Regions from separate parts of the Sus scrofa genome. Here region 2 is linked to region 1. Evidence: chromatin contacts called from public Hi-C data. All regions are on one chromosome and are shown on one strand. Each heading gives the region's core, a stretch centred on a gene start, on an enhancer-like site or on the middle of the called end of the contact. The rest is flanking DNA. Distances are from core to core; before and after follow the strand shown. Region 1 has its middle 21 kb from the start of ADARB1. Region 2 overlaps COL18A1 (collagen alpha-1(XVIII) chain).

Region 1 (5,741 bases), core at 1,053-3,552:
CCCCAGAGCCGTTTGAAAAAGAAACACAACGGCAACGGACGCTGGAAGAGCCCCCGCTGGCGCCCGCGGCGCTGGGAGAGCCGGCCTTGGGCGCTTCAGGCCCAGCGGCCGCCCCGCCGCTCCCGCCCCTTCAAGCGCTGGCCCTGCCGCCTGCTCCGCCTCGCAGGCCGGCGCGCTGGGCCGGGGGCGCGCTCTGGGCCCGAGGCCCTTACTCTGCGGCGCCCGCTCTGAGGGGCCCGGCCAGACCCGGGCTGCCCCGCCGCCGCCCGCCCGCCCCTCTCGCGGCCGCCACACCCGAAGGTCCCTCTTGCGACGGTATCTGTCAGCTCCTCTTTTGATTCCGAGTGGCGTCGCGGAAGACACCACATCCAGATGTAACAAAAGCAGGGGCATAAATCTGCCCGTACACACAGACCCGGGGTGCGGAGTTGGTGCCGTGGCGCCTCGGGTGTAGACCTGAGCCGCCTGTGCTCAGCTCCTGGGCTCGTTCTGAGAGGGTAGGACCCAGGCCCTGCCGCCTTCATGCGGTGGTTCTGGTTCCGCTTCTGCACGGCTGGCCTGCCGAGTTGTGATCGCGATGGGGCGAGGGGGTCCGGGCAGGGGTCTCCGTGAGCCTCTCCGTCACCTGCCTTAGCTCCTCAGGCAGGACAGCTCTTTGTTCCTGGGACAGTCCTGTTTGTCCCACACGGTGCCCCGGCCCTGGGATGGCCAGACCACGTCTGCACGTGGCCAGCCTGGCTGGGTGTCCTGAAGGCTGGGGAGGGGCCGGTGGCATCGGGTGGGGCTCAGCGGGCACAGGGGCACCAAGACCCACGTGCAGGGCTGAATCCTGGCCTGTTGGGGCCAAAACTAGACATTTTCCCCTTGGATGTGATTCGCAGGCTGCTGTCCCCTGCGGAGCACAGGCGCCGTCCCTAAAGGTCAGTGACAGAAATGAGGGATTCCCGGTGGGCTTCTGGCGGCGTCACCGCTGGGAAGGCGTCCTTGTGCCAGTCTCAGGTCGGCGGCAGCTGCACCCCCGGGCACAAGGGCACAGGCTGTCTCGTGTCCCCACCCCAGCCAGGGCACTGGGGTGGGGGGTGCCTCTGGGGTGCCCACCCCGGGCCACCGGCCAGCTCCGGCCTCCTCTGTGCCCGTGCTGGGTGGCGGCTAGGGACCCTGGCGTGGGGCTCATAGCCTCCTGGTTGGTGCGGACACTCCCCTTCCCAGCCTGGGGCCCACACTCCTCCTCGGCCCCGGGGCCTCGGCCTGGGCTCAGTCAGCGGGAAACGTCCTCAGTGGCTGCAGAGCCGCCGGTTCCGGGAGGGCGGTGTGGCGCCGGTGCCCGGAGTGACTGTGGCCACATTGGGGCGGGAGTGGGGGGGCGCAGAGCTTGGGACCCCAGGAACTCCACCTCTCAGAACCTGCTGCGGCTCCAGAAAGATGCGTATTGCATCTCGGACCTGCTCCTTCATTTGTGCTTCAAATCCTCACCGAGTGCCTGTTTGCAGGTGGTGACCAAGGCCTGGAGACGAGGGCGGGACAGGAGGAGGCAGCTGCCAGCGCCGGTGAGGGCGGAGAGCAGCTGTGCCACGGGCGATGTCGGCCGCGAGGGCCCCGCGGGGCGGGGCGGGTGGCTCTCCCTCTGAGGGGTGGCGCCACCGAGGGGACCCGGGAGGGGCCCTCGCCCGCTTCTCCCCGCACTCCCGCCACCTGCTGGCCGTGGTGGCAAAGGGTAGACGTGGAACCATGGGGAGACGGTGGTTTCGGGTTGTTTTCCCCCCAAAAAATTGAAAACCAAGCTGAGTAAAACTTGGTTTAACAGCATCAAGTTTTAAACTTTCTAAAAAGTGGCTGTGTTCTTCCCAGTTCTTCTGTGTTGGACCTTAAGTGTCCCAAGGAGACAGTTAGTGCAGCGTTGACCTCGAGAGCTGACTGAGGAAGCCTGTGCCGTGTTGGGGCGGAGTGGTATCTGCTGTTCTCGAGAGAGAGGGTTGGTGAGTTTTCCTGGCTGTTCTGGGCTCTGGCCATGGCGAGAGAGCTGCAGACGGACGTGTCAAGAAGAACCGGAGGCCGGTCCCTGTGCGGGACAGCTGGGGGTTGGCCCTCGCGCCCGGGCCGCTTCCTGGGAGGGGCTTGAGCGCCCTCTTGTGGACGGACTCCTGTGGCGTCCACTCCGCCAAGGGCTCTAAGGGGATCGGCCGCCCTGCCCGCCCTGGCAGACAGAATTCTGGAAGATGGACGGCTGCTGAGCACCTCGTTAACCACCCTTGGCTGTGCCCAGAGAGCTGCGGGCCGTTGCTGGTTCTAGGTCCACAGACGGCCTTTGGGATGCGGGCTTGCATGTTCCACGCGGTGTCTCCAGCACGTCCTGCGGTGTGTGGGGCCCCGCCGTGTGCGCCGGGGACCCCGCTGCTGGAGGCCAAAGCCCAGAGCCGCTGAGAGGAAGCGGCTGCGTTTCGCGTGACAGGGACGTGGCCTCTGCAGCACGCGGCGCGGGCAGGTGCAGGGGAAGAGACGTGGCCGGGGGAGGGAAGTCAGCAGGCGACGACAGTGCCGTCTGCTGGCGCTCTGGCAGGACGGGGGCAGGCGGCCTGTTCTCCGGGCAGGGGCTGCAGGCTTCGTGGGGTGGGGGCTCTGGAAAGATGTGTATTTGCAGGCAGATGGCATGAGGAGTTGGGCACAGGGCAGGGGTCTGGGCGACGAGACCAGACCTTTCTGGTTTTTGCTTTTCAGATTTGCCCGTGATGCCCTCCACGTAGACAGGCGACGTAGTTTAGAAGGGCTTTGGGTGGGAAGCAGCGGCCCGCGGCCCTCCCCTCCCCTGAGGCAGCGCTGCTTGTTTAAGAAGCTGTAAATACTTACGTTTCTGGATTGGCCGGTGTGAGGACGGCTGCAGGCGACAGAGGCCCAGTGTGAGGGCTCCACCAGCAGGAAGGGCCCCCGCAGCAGCGCCTGTCCAGGCTCTGCCCTGGTATCTGTCTGCCGTGCGTGAGCTCACCCACAGGTAGACAGGTGCTGGGGGGGGGCAAGGGACACCTGTGTGCTGTCTCTTGGGGCGGGTCCCAGAAGCTGCCACATGACGTGTCCATCGCAGGGGGCAGGGCTGGGGGCGCGGGGCTGGGACTGTCGTTCTCCACGGTTGGCCATGCAGGTACTCTGCTGTTGGCATAGGTGGCACTCACTGCCATGCTTCCTGTTTCTTAATGTTACACTTGCAGTTGTTTGATTTGTAAATTTTCAGTGTTGTCTCTTGATTTTAAGTTTAGGTGCAGGAGGACTTAGCTCACGTACACTTCTGCCGGCTCCTCTTTTCCTGTGTCATTTAGGATGCTTTGTGCTGACAGGAGCAGAAAACATACCCTATGGTGTCTTAAACCACTGAGGATTTGTTCACTTATTTCATAATAAGTAGTGCAGAGGTCAGTGTTTGCTAGAGTCAAGCAAGAGGCAAGAGTCCGGTTCAGTATCTCTGCAGTTCTCCCAACCATTCATGAATGCAGTGTGGCTGCTGTGGCTCCAGCCATCACATCTATGTCTAAGGCAGTAACAGTTGGGGAGGGATGGGCATGCAGCCCATTTCTGTTGTGTTCAACAGGGGCATTTCAGAACCCTCTGCATATTTTCAGCATGTCTCGCTGGCCAGAACTGTGTCATGTGGCTGTAGTCACAAAGGAGCCTGAGAAAATGAGTTTTAACTCAGTTGCAGCGTCTCTGGGAAAGAGTTTGGGGAGGACGCCGGGGTCAGCCCACCAGATTGGCAGCCGCACTTCTTGCTGAGGATCGTAGGGCTGCAGGTGCTTGGCCGGTTTCCTGGCCCTCAGACCATCTCCGAGCTCCCCAGCGAGCCAGGCGTACTGGTGCACTTACCGTGCCCACCGCTCCTCCCCCTCTCTCTACGGTTTGGCTCCTCCCACCTTGGCTTTCTGGGTTTTGAAACAGACTAGCAAGGAGAAAAGTCTGTTTTCTGTTTGTAAGCGTGGTTCAGTGAGTTCCAGACCCACACGTGGCACCTGCATTTAATGATGAGCAGAGGTTGGTGGTTACAGAGCCAGGTGAGATGCGTCTGAGAACTTCCCCGTCAGGTTTGTGCACAAAGGAAAATTCTAGAATGACCCCTCCGCCAGCTGCTGGGAGTCAGGCCACCGTTTAGCTTGCTCTGCAGTTGGGTCCTATCTTTTTTGGCTCAGTTTCACCTTTTTCCTGTGTTTTGCATTGCCTGGGGTGGTGGCGCAGAGTGGTGGGAGGAGGCTGCAGGCTGAGGTCGGAGCCTGGCCTCGCTGAAGCCGCTGTGTCTGGGGCACTTTGCCCACCTCCCCCTGCCCGTGTCTGAGAGCCAGGGGTCAACCTCTCTCCCTCCTCCGTCCCGTTGAGAGGGGACCCCTGCTTTCCCGTCTCCCCAGCTGCTTCATTCTGGTTTTTGGAATTCCTTCATTCAGTCTTCTTGAAGCACCATATTTTCTGTTTTATTTCAAACTGAGACTATGACTTTCTCATACAGTGTTTTTGTTTTGTTTTGTTTTTTACAGCTGAGGTTATTGAGGTCCAGTTTAAATGCAATGAGTACCGTGCGTTTTAAGTGTTGTTGGGTGGTTCTGACAGCATGTGAGGTTAGTAAACCACCGTCACTGGCTCCGTCATCCCCAGGGCCCTCTTGTCCACTCAGGTGTCCCGATCCATCCGGACCACAGGGCGGTCTTGTCCACTGGGGTCCCCTCTCATTGCTGACGGAGCACTGAGACCCCAGTGGAGAGCGGAGGACGCCTTCAGACGGCAGTGGGTGCCTTCAGGCGGTAGGTGGCGCTGTGGGGTCGCGCCGAGATGCAGAGGCACCTGCTCAGGAAAAGACCGGTTTCCCATCTTCCATCCCTGCTGCCCTGCTGTAAGCCAGACACCAGATGCCTTCAGAAAAGCTTCTGTTCACTGGCTTCACTTTAACCATTTACAGGACCCACGAGGCGATGGCATGGGTACTTAGAGCTGGTTTAGTTCAGTGAGTGACCAGGTGTGTACACTAGACTTATCAAATTTAAATATGATAATAAATTGAGTCCACGTTATGGAATCAGGAAGTACAGTTTCCAGTCTTTGACAGTTATTGCTTCGTGTGTTTACATGTAACAGAATTCTCTGGTTCTGCTATTTTGGTTTAATATTTCAAATAGGTAATAAAGATAAAACGCAAAAAAAAAAAAAACAAACAAACCCAAACCCCAAACAATCTCTACCATCAAGCTCTAAATGTATGGTGACAGACTGCTAATTTTAATAAGGCTAAATTAACCAAAATTTGCGTGTGTGTGTTTGAGCTTTAGTGAAGGGTTGCCAATATAAAGTGAAGAAATAATGTGAATATTTAAGATTTAAAATTTCTCTTCCATGAGCCCTCATCTTGCAGCCGCCTGTCCTGTATGGCCCTTGTCGAAATACACACCCACTCTGGTCTGCTGTTGTCTCCCCCACGCCTGCCCCTTGCCCTCCCCAGGCTGACCCTGCAGCCCTGTGCACTAGGACAGGGTCCTGGGGGGTCGGGGCTGGCCAGGCAGCGGCCGGGATCCGTGATGTAATCGAGGCTAAAAGCCTTGGCTCAGATTCTGCCCACAGGGTCCCAAGTGCAGGGTCCCCTGTGGCTCAGGACAGTGAGGCACCAGCCAAAGGACTTCCCTCCTGGCGTCAGCCTGGATGGCACCACCTCTCCTGGAGCCTGAGGGTGCTTCTCTGCCCCCCAGGGGCCTCCCTGCAGTTTGGGGGTGCAGACCTGT
Region 2 (5,741 bases), core at 2,428-4,927, 200 kb after region 1:
TTGACTGAACAGTTTAGCCAAAGAAAATAACAGCAGTTTCGTTTTGAAAGGGGTCACAGACTCTTTGATTTCTTCTGACCTTCCGGGGCTCGGAGCAGAACGTGGAGACAGACGCAGGCTGCGCTTGTCCCATGTCAGTAGGAAGCGCGGCTGAGGGGACGGGGGCGCGGTGTTCCATCTTTCGAATGAGGGAAAAGCCCTGTCTTTTGTAGGTACGTTCTGAACGGACTTTCAAATAACGAGGCGCCTCCCTCCCGCCAGGTGTGCCCGGGGGGCCGTGTGCTTCCCAAGGGAGCTGGGAGCTCAGCGGGAGCCCCGGGCAGTGGGGGCCCCGGGCAGCGGCTGGGCTGCTTCCGGAGGTGTTGGCGGGGGCGCTCAGAGGGCCCGGAACCCCCAGGCCTCTGCAGGCGACCGGGCTGGATGCAGGCTTATCCCACAGACCTGGTCCCAGGCTGTACCCCCGGGAGAGGCCTGTCGGGGAGAGCAGGTTTGCGGTAACTTTGGGGGACCCCACCAGGTCCCATTCTCTGGATGTGTCCTTGTGTTGGTGACCAGCCCTGGACCCGCTCTGTGACTCAGTTTCTCTCACACCTGGGCGGCGGGGAAGGGGGCGTGCGGGGGTGGGCCTGAGGAGGCTGTTGTGGGGGCGCTGGGGGGGGCCGCTGAGGGACAGGGGCCGGCCTCGCCAGGGACCCTGGGGGGCGTGGCAGCCTTTCTGCTCTTTGACCCCGGCCTTGGGGAGCAGGACGCAGGAACCCCCTTGCAGGCACAGGTGTGGGCGCTCCGGGAACCACTGCTCTCAGCTCCGAGACCAGGGCTTCTCCCGTCTGACGGGCCAGGGGTGAGGATGTGTCTGCCCTGAGACAGGCCCAGAGGAGGGGGAGGCGGGTTGGCGGCCCGGCCCTTCTGCCTCGGCCCTTCCCACCCCACACCTTGTGTCTGAGGGGCAGGCTGGCAGCTGGGATGGCGATCGGGGCTCCGCCTCATCCTGCCCAGAGGTCCTGGAGGGTCCTGGCCTCTGGACCCCAGCAGGCCGCCCATCTCTGGGCAGCGCTGGCCTTGCCCTGGTGTGGGCCGTCCTGACCTTGACCTGTGTGGGCTGACCCCGGGGCCTTTGAGCAGCCGTCTAGACAGATGGAGGCTGTGCTGGTCTGTGGGACACGGACAGGCTGCAGGTTAAGGTCCTGTCGGGTGGGGTGGGGTGAGTCGGGCAGGCAGGGTCCAGCCCCAGAGGTTTTCTGGGGACACGCGGGGCGTCGGGGTGCTCGGGGCAGCCCGGATGGTGTGGGGCCCTTGAAGAAGCACCCCCGAGGGAGAAGCCTCTGTAGTCAGGCCTGCGGGCCCCGTGCTGGCTGTCACCTCTTTGGTGACACTGCTTTTACCTTGGGCCACACGGTGAGGACCTGGTTTGAGAAGTGACCTCTTGGGCAGGGGCCCCGGGGGACACGGGCGGTGCCCCTGGTCCTCGGCGGGATGTGGCGGGGAGGCCGCCGCCAGCGGGGGGCGTGGGAGCCGCGAGGCAGGTGCACGAGGAGGCTGTGCCCCCGCCCCAGCCGCTCACCGTGAATCGGAGCTCACCTTCCCACCTGCCGCCGACCCCGTTCCCAGGGTTCAGAGCTTCATGGAACAGCCATTCTCAACTTTTATCTGGAACAAGAAGGGCTGTTAATTAGGGACAAGGTGGCCTTTGTTGGTTCAGGCTGGGCCAAGGCCCAGGCCGCAGCCCGGAAGTGGCCGTTTAGAGTTGACCGTGTGTCCCCGAGTGCCTGTCCCCAGCCGCTGTGGGCCGAGGACTGTCGCCTCCCCCCTCCCAGGTTTGGGCCGGTCCAGCTGCCCGGGTTCTGGAGGAAGTGTGCATCACACGCACACTCACTGTCACGCACTCACTGCCACACACGCACACATCCCTGGGCCTTGCCCCCTGTGGGGCGGGTGGGGCTGGTTTGGGGGCAGCTCTTCCCAGGAAGAGCCGGACGGAGGCCCCGTGCCCTCCGCCTTCCGCTGGCCCTGTCACCACTGAGCCTGGCCGTGCGCCTGGTGCCTCAGCAGTGGGCCTCTGGATGCAGCGGTTTGCTCGCCGACTGGCCTGGGCAGGTTTGTCCCTGCAGCTGGAACAAAATGACTCAGACGCCCCTGGTTGGGGTCAGGGCACTGAGCATAGAAAGGACAGTGCCTGCGTGGAGACACTCTGTCACTGGGCCCCACGTTACGTTTGCGCTGTGTGCTATGAAGAATTGGCCATGACGGCTCAGGGAAGCGGCCCGGCTTGCCTCGGAGAAGCAGGGGCCTAAAGGCCCCACGTTAAGGAAAATCCAAACGTCGGGCTGTCGTTGGAAGGCTGGTGGGTCACAGTGTGTGCGGGGTGGGGGCTCAAAGGACCCTCGGCCGAGAGCGAGGAGGGGGGTCCGTCGCAGGGGCGTGAAGAGCAGGCGCAGGAAGAAAGTGCGAAGAAGAAGCCGGAGGGGGTCTGACCGCAAGGGCGCCTGCAGGCCGCACCCCCGAAGGGGGAAGAAGAGGCCGGGCGGGGGAGGGACCCCCAGGCCAGGAGACGCAGGTGCCGGCGCTCGAAGGTGAGGGTCCCCGCCTCGGAGCAGGCAGGGCACGCAGAGCTGACGCTGGTCCTGCGGCTGCTGAGACAAAGGACCCCGCAGTCAGGGCCTTAAAACCACGCAGATTACTCAGCGCTCTGTGGGTCGGGGTCCGACGTGGGCTGGGCCAGAGCCAGCTGCGGGCCAGCCGACCCCTCCGGAGGCTCCTGCCTTTTCCGGCTCCTCGGGGCGCCCGCGTCCTTGGCGGTCTCGGCCACTCCATCGTCAGGGCCGCTGAGACGGTTCAGTCTTTCTCCTGGTGCTTCTCTTCGGTGGTGGCTCCTCTGCCTCCCTCGTCCCAGCTAAGCGGGCCTGTCCGGATAATCCAGGGTAATCTCTGTGTTTTAAGAGCAGCTGATGAGCAGCCTTGATCCGTGGGCAGCCCTAGCTCCCCCTTGCCCGTCCTGTGCCGTGTTCACAGGCCCCGGCGAGCAGCACGTGCGCGTCTCGGGGCTGTGAGTCTGCCTGCAGCCCCCGCGGAGGGAACACCGTGGACGGGCCGTGCCCGGGGCACGTGGGGCACGTGGGGCCCATGTCCCCCTTGGAAGGGCCCTGCCCTCTGTTACCTGAATCCCGGGAGCTTGGCTCTTTGACCCGGTGACCCCACTTTGGGGAAGCCCTTCGTGTCGGGGCATCTGTCCAGCGGCATTGAAGCAACCAGACCAGACGAGAGGGACTAGCCGGCGCCTGGGCCGCCCGGCGCGCAGCCGAGCCGGCTGGAGCTGTGTTCAGTGACCGAGGGCCAGCGGGGCTGGTGCCTCTGCTTCCTGGGCCCGTGCATCAGAGGACCTGCTGCCTGCCTGCCTTCAAGGGATCCTGCAAGGCGGACCCAGCGGGCCTCCCATCCCCAGGTCTGTGGCTCCCCCTGGTGGCCGGTGCTCACATGACAGCCCCACGCGGGCGACCTGGGCTTGCTGGTCGACCTCTGGATGGTGCAGGGGCAGGGGTCTGCTCTGCGGGGGTTTACCCACCCAGAGCCTGACGTTTGAAGGGCACTTGATACCAACGAGGCTGTGAGGGCCTTGTAGGCTCCGGCCACAGGTTCAGCCAGAGGGAAAGCTGGAGCTGGTGGACTGAAGTGTCTGGACCTGTTCCTTCCACCCCGTGTCTCCGGTGGCCCTGGAAGGACAGGAAGCAGGGCCTGCAGTGGGCTGGGGACAGGGTGTGTCTGAGGGGAGATTGCGGCCCAAACCTGCGGTCAGTCTCATGACTGTCCCAGTACCAGCTACCATCCGAGTGGCGTTCCCTGGGCTCTGGGGTGGTGGGGGCTCAGTGCCCTGTCCAAGCCTGTGCCCTGGGGTGGGGTGGGGTTAGCAAAGCCTCTGGAAGCCTCCGGGGGTCGGGGCTGTGACATCCCCCGGGAGCAGCCAGGACTTGCCGTGGTTTTATTTCACACCCAGCTGCCTGGAGGAGTTGCCTGAGAGTGTTTCCAAATCCTGAGGCTGGACCTACCCAGGCCCCGGAGACCAGAACCTGGGCGGGGAGCGGCCGCCAAGCCCCAGGGCGTTGGAGGCGGGTGGGGGCTGGGCGGGGAAGGGTCAGTGCCCGGCTGCGGTGGGCGACCTCGCCTCCCACACGGACCCCCGGGCCCCTGCCCCCTCCTTCCGAGGAGCCCGCCTCCTGGTCGCTGTTCTGAGGGCCAGATCCACCCAGACCTTCGCCCCGGTCTCCGTCAGAAGCTGAGCTTTGTCGTTTTCCAGCCCTTGACTGGCGGGGTGGGGGGACCCTCGAATGCCCCCAGTCCCTCCTCACCCTCCTCCTGACTTCTCACCTGGAGCAACCCAGCTCCATTTTTCTTGGGGGGGGGGCGTCCGCAGAAGGTGGCTGTCCCCCCCGCAGGTCCTGGGCAGAGCCCCCTCCGTGCACCTGACAGGGGCACAGGCATCCCCCTCTTGGGGCAAGGGTGGCTGGGGGTGAAGTTCAGGCAGCCCCCAGACCCACGCTGAGAAGGGCCGCACCCCCTTCGGTGGGGGCCGGTCTTCCTTTGAGGAGAGAACCAAGTTCCCAGCACTTCACTCCATCCTTTTAAGGAAACAGGCCATTTTCTCCTGGGAAAAGCCCCCCCCCGGGGGGGGCAGGTGCTGGGATCTGGGCCACACACCTTGAGCTTGCTCTCCCTTTGAAGCCGAAGGCAGGAGGCAGAAGTGGGGGGGGTGGGCCCCTGTCACTTTTTATTAAACTGCTGCCGCTGGGGTCTTCCCGGGTGCGTGTGGGTCCTGCTGCTTCTCTCGCCTTCCCAGGGCCCAGGACCTGGTGTGGGACCTGGGGTGTCAGCACCTAGGAGGTGCTGGACCTGTGACCCTAACCAGCCTGGCCGTGGACGGGCCCAGCAGGCGGCCGCCTCCCCGCCCCTCCCCGTGGGAAGCGGGCTGCCCCAGCCTCCTCCAGCCTTCCTCGCAAATCCGGTTAATGAGCAGCCGGCCAGGCCCTTAAAAACGCATGGGCCGCTCACTGCTTTGAAGGTCTCGCGTCTTCTCCGCCTGCCCCGCGGCCCCGGCCCTCGGGACCCCCCAGCCGTCCTCCCTGGGGGTTCTTGCAGGCCCAGCAGGTCACGGGGGCAGCTGGCCTGAGCCTGGGGGAGGGCTGTGGGGATGGGTCCACGTGGGAGGTCCCTTCCCTCCTGTCCCCACAGAGTAGAGCAGTGAGGTGACGCTCGGGCACAGCGTCCCCAGCCACGCGGTGGACACCAATCGCCTGCTCACGTCCTGGGTCAAGAGCCCCGTTGGCAATGCCGGCCCCTCGTGTCCCATCTCGTGCGTCACACATGTGACGCGCTAACTGCAGCCCCCGGAGGACGCTGCGCCTGGCTGACCCCAAGGCTCCTTGTGAGGGGCCTGCTCCCCCGCCGGCCGGTGGGGCTGCCTGTCCCCCTCCTGGGTGGCCGAGCAGCTGTCTGGAGAGACCTTGGCATCCGCCTGCAGGAGCCACCCCCCTGCTGCTTTGAGCGCCTTCCGAGAGGCTCCTTCCTTTCGTCCCCCGTCCTGGTCTGTGCGCTCGGCCGCGTGTCCCCGGCTCTTCCGCTGGTCCAGCTCCCTTGTCCCCACCCTGCGGGGGGCTGGGTGCACGGCAGGGGCTCAGCGCTGTTTGCTGACCGATGGAGGGCGGCGTCTGCAGTGAGTGCAAGTAACGCACAGCGACGGGGTCACACGCTGG

The links. Hi-C and Micro-C count contacts between places; a contact is called where the count stands out from the background.
Region 2: a Hi-C map of embryonic fibroblasts shows a contact between it and region 1, with 9 times the contacts expected there. The contact joins two enhancer-like sites. A contact is called at or near these places in 1 of 5 promoter capture datasets (liver), 14 of 47 Hi-C or Micro-C datasets (alveolar macrophages, brain, embryonic fibroblasts and 9 more) and 1 of 2 datasets of contacts at active chromatin or transcription factors (skeletal muscle).

What each region holds. Positions count from the first base shown.
Region 1 is chr13:207,723,124-207,728,864 of Sscrofa11.1, forward strand. No RefSeq gene overlaps it. Among named protein-coding and RNA genes, the nearest start is that of ADARB1, 21 kb to the right of the region's middle. Within about 2 kb of position 2,303, at least 16 of the 83 cell types and tissues checked have an H3K27ac peak or open chromatin away from gene starts, as enhancers often do.
Region 2 is chr13:207,926,259-207,931,999 of Sscrofa11.1, forward strand. All of the region lies in intron 2 of COL18A1 (collagen alpha-1(XVIII) chain), which reads left to right. Among named protein-coding and RNA genes, the nearest start is that of COL18A1, 21 kb to the left of the region's middle. Within about 2 kb of position 3,678, at least 13 of the 83 cell types and tissues checked have an H3K27ac peak or open chromatin away from gene starts, as enhancers often do.